3 separate regions of the Mus musculus genome follow, and all the other regions are linked to region 2. A link is a contact called in public Hi-C and HiChIP or PLAC-seq data. All regions are on one chromosome and are shown on one strand. The core of a region is the stretch at or near the end of the contact, and the rest is flanking DNA. Distances in the headings are between cores, read along the strand shown. Region 1 overlaps Tafa2 (TAFA chemokine like family member 2). Region 2 holds the start of Tafa2 (TAFA chemokine like family member 2). Region 3 has its middle 220 kb from the start of Gm40794.

Evidence for each region. A called contact is a pair of places that touch in the nucleus more often than the background predicts. HiChIP or PLAC-seq counts read pairs in DNA pulled down with a chosen protein or histone mark.
Region 1: a Hi-C map of liver shows a contact between it and region 2, with 2.0 times the contacts expected there. The contact joins the enhancer-like site here to the promoter of Tafa2 in region 2. A contact is called at or near these places in 6 of 39 promoter capture datasets (the HPC-7 cell line, embryonic stem cells, liver and 2 more), 1 of 484 Hi-C or Micro-C datasets (liver), 1 of 115 datasets of contacts at active chromatin or transcription factors (embryonic forebrain) and 1 of 9 other capture datasets (embryonic stem cells).
Region 3: a contact with region 2 is called in an H3K4me3 HiChIP or PLAC-seq map of neural tube, with 4 times the contacts expected there. The contact joins the enhancer-like site here to the promoter of Tafa2 in region 2. A contact is called at or near these places in 4 of 39 promoter capture datasets (embryonic stem cells, hippocampal neurons, liver and 1 more), 2 of 484 Hi-C or Micro-C datasets (gonadal supporting cells and myeloid progenitors) and 2 of 115 datasets of contacts at active chromatin or transcription factors (embryonic hindbrain and neural tube).

Annotation. Positions count from the first base shown.
Region 1 is chr10:123,622,997-123,625,696 of GRCm38.p6, forward strand. All of the region lies in intron 2 of Tafa2 (TAFA chemokine like family member 2), which reads left to right. Among named protein-coding and RNA genes, the nearest start is that of Gm40794, 88 kb to the left of the region's middle. Within about 2 kb of position 1,340, at least 2 of the 459 cell types and tissues checked have an H3K27ac peak or open chromatin away from gene starts, as enhancers often do. A contact at or near this core is called in liver, where this site is marked.
Region 2 is chr10:123,262,680-123,265,379 of GRCm38.p6, forward strand. Tafa2 (TAFA chemokine like family member 2) reads left to right here and starts at 1,397. Exons shown (of 5, transcript NM_001252387.1): 1 at 1,397-2,700.
Region 3 is chr10:123,750,892-123,753,591 of GRCm38.p6, forward strand. No RefSeq gene overlaps it. Among named protein-coding and RNA genes, the nearest start is that of Gm40794, 220 kb to the left of the region's middle. Within about 2 kb of position 1,275, at least 2 of the 459 cell types and tissues checked have an H3K27ac peak or open chromatin away from gene starts, as enhancers often do. A contact at or near this core is called in neural tube, where this site is marked.

The DNA.
Region 1 (2,700 bases), core at 90-2,589, 360 kb after region 2:
GTTTAAGAAGTTTTAAAATATGCTAGATTGATTCCCCATGTCAGTCACGCTGACTGGTTGTGAAACATGCCAAATAACATTACCATTGATTTATCACACTCTCACTATAAATATCCAGGCACGGTGAGATACAGAGCTGAGGCACTGCAGGCACATATATAAAAATAGACTTGAAGCATATTAAGTCAGGATTAGCCTAAAAATGCCACTGCTTGCCTCTTGGTCCTATCGGAAGTCACAACACTGTCTTGTTGACCACCAGAGTGCTGGGGTCAGCTTTGGACAGCCAAGACTTGCTCTCCAGCACCATCCCCATCTATGAACATGAGCATCATGGGTATTCTATTCTATATGGTCTCAGGCCACTCAGTCTCCATGTATTAAGTTCCTTCTGCCTAAATTCTAGGCTCACTCTGCTTGGCTGATATTTTTCTCTCCCTTCCAGGACTGACTTAAATGTCTTGGTTAGAATTTCATAGGCATAAGCTAAAACATTGCCTGGGGAGTGGAGGATCAAGAAGCCGAGCCACAGTAGACTGGGGAGGAAATTCTGCCAGTGTTCTCAGGGATACAGAGCTGTTCTGTGAGCTCTTTCTTTCCCGCCTCTCCAACTAGACTGAACTTTCTGATAAGAAAGTGATGTACCTTGCCTCTTTGTCTCAGGGACACAGGCACATGTTATCACATGGGAGGATCCAGCTTGTGAGAAGTCATTCTCTGTAATTCAACCACTTGTGTCTGCTGTCCTTCATGCTGCTTGGACCCTCCAAGCCAGCAGTTCTCACCCGGGACAGTGTAGACATTTGAGGCTGTACAATGCTCTGTTAAGTGGCCAGAGGTGTGTATTGCATAACTTTAGGAGAGTCCATGTTCTCCCCTCATGAGATACCATCAGCCCAATTGTCATCAAGTGAAATGTGTATTTCCCCAAGTCACAGGGAGACTTTCTGCTATTTCAGACTATTTCAGAATTATTGGAAATATATTTTCTAATTAATATGTTCAGATAATCAAATTATGGCCCCTCCCATGCTGCTTTCTAGCCAGATACAGTTCTGCAGCACTTCACATATCATCAGTGTTCAACATGTTCACTGAAAGTGTTTTTTTTTTTTTTAAATGCCTGGGAAAACACCATGGTTTACATCATAAAATTGCCTTTTTGTCTGTTTGTTTTTCTGTTTGTGCTTCAGTGGAATCAATATGAAATTGCTCTGGGCCTAAATCCCAAATCCCACATTCTACACATACCCTGAAAGACCCACATGACCCCAGCTCTCCCCTGGCTAGAGGGACTCGACTTATCCAGAGAACTTTTCTGGAGATTCTAAAGGGCTCTGCCAATGTTTTTTTGGCCAGTTCTGACGGCTGACATGTGTTCTTTTCTCTAGAGTGGCTGTGCCCTTTTACCTGCTTGTGTAAATTACCCTGGCTTGGATTGAAAGCGATAGCAACTCATAGTTAGCAAAGGTTGGGGGAAGGTGGGCTTATCTGAAGCATACTATATTATTTCACAGAACTGAATTAAAAATAGCATGCTTTAGGATTTTGGGAAGAAGCTAGAAGAGCGTAGACACAGCACAGACCCCTGTTCTATCTCTGCTTCTCTGTGTCATGTGTCTTTGAAATAAACTCATTTTCTATTCTGAAATTTCCACCACATGCAGAGCCCAGAGCCATGGGTATACACTGAGCCTCTTCTTGTTAATGGCTGTTCTTCTGCCACAGAGGCGCTGATTCTTAGCCCTTGGGTTTAGCTTCTCCCAATGACTCACCTCGGATTAATTGCCCATCCCCACATTGTCCTGCCCCGGATGATGGTTGGACTTACCTGTAGCAGCTGCTGCATCACAGGCTTCTCTCCAGGCTCCGTGAGCCACACAGTCCACTCAGACATCTCCTCCAGTGGCTAATTGTTTCCCTCCCTTCAGTGCTTGTCTCTAATGTAATTTCCTAAAAGAACCCTAATTACAAGCTCTTGTACGGCTTCTCACTTATTCATAATACTTATTAAAATTATAATTGCCTTTTTATTGGTATGTTTGTTTGTCGACTGACTCTCTCTTTCTCCCCCACTCGAATGTGAGTTTCAGGAACGTAGCAATCATATCTGCCTTGTTCTCTGTTGTCTTCACCCATTAGCATACAGTCTTGCAAAGAGTAGCTATCTGATTAGTAATTACTGAAGTAGGCAGGAATTCCTGGACTTGAAACATTCCACACATAGCGTTTTAGACATGTAAGTGATACACTTTGTTCTTAAAAAGATTTTTAAAAAATTAATTTTATTTAAAGGAACAGTAGTAGATTTCCTACAGAATGCATAATGTGCCCTCCAAGGGCATCAAGGGCGCACCTCTCCTATTAAGACTGCTGCTCAGTAGCTTTTACCTTCATGGCATTTCCTGGCTGGCACCCATAGGCTGAGAGTTATGATGTGATCAAAGATCAACCTTCATTTTTATTTTTGTGAGGAGAGATGTTAAAAGCTGAGAATGTGGAAACAAGAATTTTCACCCCCAAAGTGTACCACATAATTTTTCACTTTTGTAAACTTAGAGGTAATTGGAGCAAAAGAAAAATAAAAGCAATTACAGTGACTTTGATAAATAATGAGCAAGATTTATACCAATCTGTTGATTATAATTATCTTCAAATGTATCAGTGATGTTAATTCTAAATTAGATAAGTTTAGAGGTA
Region 2 (2,700 bases), core at 147-2,646:
AGATTTGCAATGAAACAGTGCCAGGTTATTTAAAAAGAAAAAAAAAACAACAACAAAAAACCTTGTTCCCCCAGGAAATGAGTTACCATGTAATTGTGATAAAATAAAAGTCTTTAATCATACGAGACACTGGTCTTTTGAAAGAGGTCATTTGAAGATATGTTGTGCACAATGATTGCCATGCCCCGGAGTCTCACAAACCTACCAGATACAATCGATTAAAATTCAAAACCCTATATTATTTTGTTTTGGATTTTTATTTGAAATTGCTTCAGTTACTCCCAATTGAAAAAGTAAATTATTGCCTTTTTTAAAGAGTAGACTAAGTACAATGATCAAGTTAGAAAAGAATAAATAAAAAATTCAAAATGAATAGAAAACTGTTTAATCATGACCTTGATACATATTTTCTATTTAAAAGCACACAAATGCCTAAGGCACACCTCCCACTAAATGACAATGTTCACAAACTCTAAACAGCAAAGTTACAGGTGTGCCTAGCTTAGTTGTGTCTGACGTAACAAATCTTTTTAATAAAATTTGCAGGAATGCTTTGTTAAAATAGCCCTCCCAAATCAACTACATAAAACCCTTTAGATAGAAAATAAGGCTAAATTATGTTACCATAAAATCACCAGCTAAAACATATTCCTTAGTTCTTAGTAACTATGGTAATAAGTGGTAGTTTATAGATGGTGGAAAGAATTATGCTAATCTTTCAATGACTCAGGGCTGGGGAAACACAACTACTTAGACCTGGGGAGAATTTAGCTAGTTTGAAAAATTAACCTAGTGGAACGAGAGAGGAGTCAGTTACAGACAAGATCCCTGAGTAAGCGTTCCAGAGTCGACATTTTCTCTCATTGTGTCTAAGTCTTACTCATTTTTCGTACTATCCTAACCACTAGCTTAAATGTTTTCTCATTCATAAGCACGATCAAAATGAGCTGAGTCTAAGAAGTCCTTTCTTGGAAGATCTTATGTACACCGCTTAAACCAGGACCCAATTTGGCCAAACCTTAAGGACATGACCTTCTAGGATCTGTCTCTGAAATCTCTGTAAAGTTAGGATATTCCTTTAGCAATGAATATGCTATCATGGGATTGTGTTAAAACCCCCTTAACTTTGACTCTGTCAGAATTTGTTAGTTGTAGAAATTCAAAATCCTCTTAAATCGGATAGTGTAAGAAAATTCTTGTTTATTTTTTTGGAAGAAAAATTATGAGTCTCCGTGACAGCCGGCAAAGCGTTCTAATCCAGATTTACCGCTAGAGGGAGACATAGTCCAGCATTTGCAACGTTTGCTGTCTTATACTTTTTTTTTTTTTTTTTTCTTTCTGCAGGAAGGTGGTTTGCTCTCAGCATCTGCAGCCACTGCTGACAGAATTGGGAGGGAGACAGAGGGAGTCAAAGCCTCCCGGTCCAGCCGTCCCATTTTACTGCTTAACTCAGCCTGGAGTGTCAGAACCCATCTTTGCCTGCCTTCTCTGTGCTTTGTACAGTGGGGCCAGTCGCTCCCAACGGCCAGCCCGCTGAGTGGAACAGGGGTCTAGGGTGGACTAGCAGGGCTCTGCCCGTTGGGGTGACTTTCGAACATTATCTTTAGTGTATTTTAACAGTACAGAGCTTGTGGTGGGACTCAGAGAGGGAGAAGCTTTGATTGCTTTTTAAAATTATTTTATTTTATTTTATTTTTTGGCTTTTTTTTTTTTTTTCTTCTGGTGATCTGGATTTGTTTCCTCGGGCCCCTCCCCTTGTTCCGTTCTTTCTCACTCCCGCCTTTGGCGAAGTGACACAGGCGACACCTGCTCGCTTGTGTCTGCTGCTGGAACTCGCACCTCCAAGGTGGTGAAGGTGCCGGCGCGCTCGTGACTTGGGGGGACAGCAGAGGGGTTCCCTCCCTTGGAGCACACGATGCGGAGAGTGGCGGCGGGTGGGATGCGAGGAGCTCTACCGGCTGCACTTGGAGGCGCGATCGAGGGGCTGCAGCTGGCCGGGAGTTGCTGCTAAGTGGACGCGACTCGACGGCGCCCAGGTGTCCGAGAGGGCACCCGCGGGACCCGAGTGCGAGCTGCGGGAACGCAGGCGTCTCCCGGGGAGGACGCCGGCCGAGCGCACAGCCCGCGAGCCTGCTCAGAACCGCTCCACACCGGGAGCCTGCAGACCTGGGAGAGCCGGGGAACTCGAGGAGTGTGCTCGGCGGCGGAGGCTGCTCTGCTGAAGGTGAATCACCGCGTCCAATTGCCTTTCCCTAGAGAACCCGGGGGAGGGCGGGAGAGGGGGAACGTGTGAGCGCGCGCGTTTGTGTGCAAGGGAGAGCCGACGCGGGGCGAGAGGAAAAGTCCTCGCTCGCCGCTCAAAGCAAACAAACCGGAGATGGAATAAGAGCGGCGGTGGCTGGAGCCCGCCTGGATCCTCGCAGTCGCGGGAGCCGAGCGCACCACCGCGCGCAGCGCATCGCCGGGGACAGCGGGCGACCGCGGGCGCCGCCGGGGGCTGCGGAGACTTTGGCTCTCCCCCTCGGTCGACGACCCTTCCGATTACTTTGACACTGTGGGATAAAGAGCAGAGCCCGGGGACCGACCTCGCGCGCTGCACCTTCCTTTTGCTTCGGGGAAGGGGGACCCCAGCTTGTAGGTGAAGACGCTGCCGAGCCCCCCTTTAGCCTTCGGAGGAGGCAGCACTCACACTCGCTCGCC
Region 3 (2,700 bases), core at 25-2,524, 490 kb after region 2:
ACTGTTGTACAGTTGCTACTACCTTAAAGGAGAGAGGCATAAATGTCACCTCTCACAACATGTCTTAATCACTGTTTTATTACTGTGAAGTGAAAAAAGAGACACCATGACCCCGGCAACTCTTATAAAAGAAAACATTTAGTTGGGGACTTGCTTATACTTTCAGAGGCTTACTCTATCATTGTCATGGTGGAGAACATGGTGGCATACAGCAAGGAACTGAAGTAAGAGCTGTGAGCTATATCCTGGGCCTTAGGCACCAGAGGAAGGGGGTGGGGAGCTAGAGAGACAGAGACAGAGAGAGAGAGACAGAGAGAGAGAAAGAGAGAGCTCTCAATACTGGGCCATTTAAGGACTCTTGAAACCTCAAAGCCCATCCCACAAGGCCACATCTCCTATTCTTGTAGGCCTTTCAAACATTCCCACTCCCTGGTGACCAAACATTCAAATACTTGAGCCCAAGGGGGCCATTCTCATTCAAACCACTATGTTATATATCTTTCTACCACGTAATCTAATAGTCATCAAGGTGTCTCCATCAGGTTGAAACAAACACAAACAAACAAACAAAAAAAGCAAGATCTACAGATCTGGAAATGTTTTAACTGAGACAAAATCACCAAGCAGACCTTTACAAATAGTCTGAAACACAAGAGTGCTTTCAAGATGATGTAGTGTTCATTAAATACACTGATTGCAAAGGCAATGCTGATTCTTGGCACAGAATAATGGAATTGAACTTGGTGTCAGAGAAATGTTTAGGATGGGGTGGGAAATAGAAAAGGGATTTATCCAGTTCATCTCCCATCATCATGGTCAGCCCTAAGCCTGACAGGAAGGACTGGGACCTGCAGCAGGTGTGGCAGTGAAACTTAGCTGCCAGGAATGGCGAATGTAATCTCTGCCAGATCTTCTTGCTGCTTTGCCTAGAAATTGTGGCAAGGGGCTTGAAAACAGTGTTTCCATATGCCACTGTTACTGGAATGGTTCCTTAGATAGACTCTCTTGTCATTTCTCATATGTAGGAACTCATTAGACACCTAGAGGAAGAACATATGGAGCGGAACAATTGTGCTATTGGTAGAAAGTGCTGCATAATAGAGGATTTGTATTCTGAAAGGTCTTGCTGTAAACAGCTCACTGGAAACAGCGATGGCTGACTTTTCATGCAGTGGGTACGGACATCATTTTCACCATCCCGAGCACAGGCACAGACATTCTATTTGGAAACAAACTCTTCAGTAGCCTCCTGGCCAGAGGGGGTGTTGTCTCGAATTACCATTTTTCTTTCAACTCTGAAAGGCTAATTAATGAGCTGTGACTGCTTTTCTGCTCTTCAGGAGGAAGGAGGCATCTGGATCCCAGTTCATCTTTCTGACAGAAGACATACACCTTTAAAGGCAAATGCTTTTTAGCTCATGATACGGACACGAAAATCTGCAGTTGGAAAGACCTACCTAGGGCTCACTTTAAGTTCATCACCTGGTCTAGTTATTCATGGTCCAGAGTCCCAGTTGCTCATCCCTAAAACAGGAGTAATAGACTCTTAACTTAGAAGTGGTGAGATGTCGGTGAAATAATTCATGCCCAGCAAGTTCAAGCAGGGAGCAGAGTTATCACGAGCAATTATTGTTGTCATTGAATAGTTTCCCAACCAATACACTTACTTAACAACTATTTCATCCTGTTAGCCACAAAGGGACAGACAGATCTTGGAAATGTAAGTTTCTTTACCGGAGTGAAACTGATCAGAGCAGACAAGAATGTATCTAAATTAAAATAAATTAAACCCAAAATGAAGAAATGTAATTATTTTATATATATATAACTAAGAATTGATTCCCTAGTGTCAGGAAGGGACATTCTTGAATATGTTTGGCATCTCTCCCTGTAGTGTGAATCATGATCCCCAGCAGACGTTTCTCTGGGGTATCGTTGTTGGCAGTCAGATTGTGACAGTGGCATCATACAGACTCAGACTTGTAACATAGGATGGTGTTCCCAAGAGGCCTTCGGTTTCTTCCAGCCCTGCCCACTGCTGTGCACTCAGTTCTTGCATTTCTGAACAAGAGGAATTCAGACAGGACATCAGTGATGTGAGCCACAAAGAGTGTAAGCAGAGCAAGCAGGGATGCAAGAAAACACCCTTTAGGAGAAGAGCAGGCCTTTTGGGGTGGGAATCTAGCAGTATTGGTTTGGCAAATGATCATGTTGTCAACTCTCCTTCTCAGAGCCCATGTTCACTCCCAAAGGTCAGAGCTGTGGTGCCCAGCTTTTGTTTCTGAAGCTTCTTATGGCAGTGGGATGGTCATTAATGTTAACCCATAACTGTCTGAGTGGGATGGTCATTAATTTTAACCCATAGCTGTCCTACCAGGCTGGGGGAGAAAGATGTCATTTTCTTCAGTGCTGTACCTGCTGATAAGTTTCCTGTGTCCTAGTAAGTAACTCCCCACCCATGCTTGGGCGAATTCACTTAGACAGTGACACATAGAAAGTTAAGACATGAAAGTAGGGGGTGGGGACTTGTTTGAGAGATAGATTTCAGTGGAGTGGTTGAAGTTCAAACATGATAACAGGAAAGACTCATTGAAAATTACATTTTCAGGTAAGTTAAAAATAGATTTGAAAATAATCAAAGTCACATGAGTAGGTTCTTCCTCTAGAGCTCTATTAGTTAGGATGTTCAAGCTTGGGGGA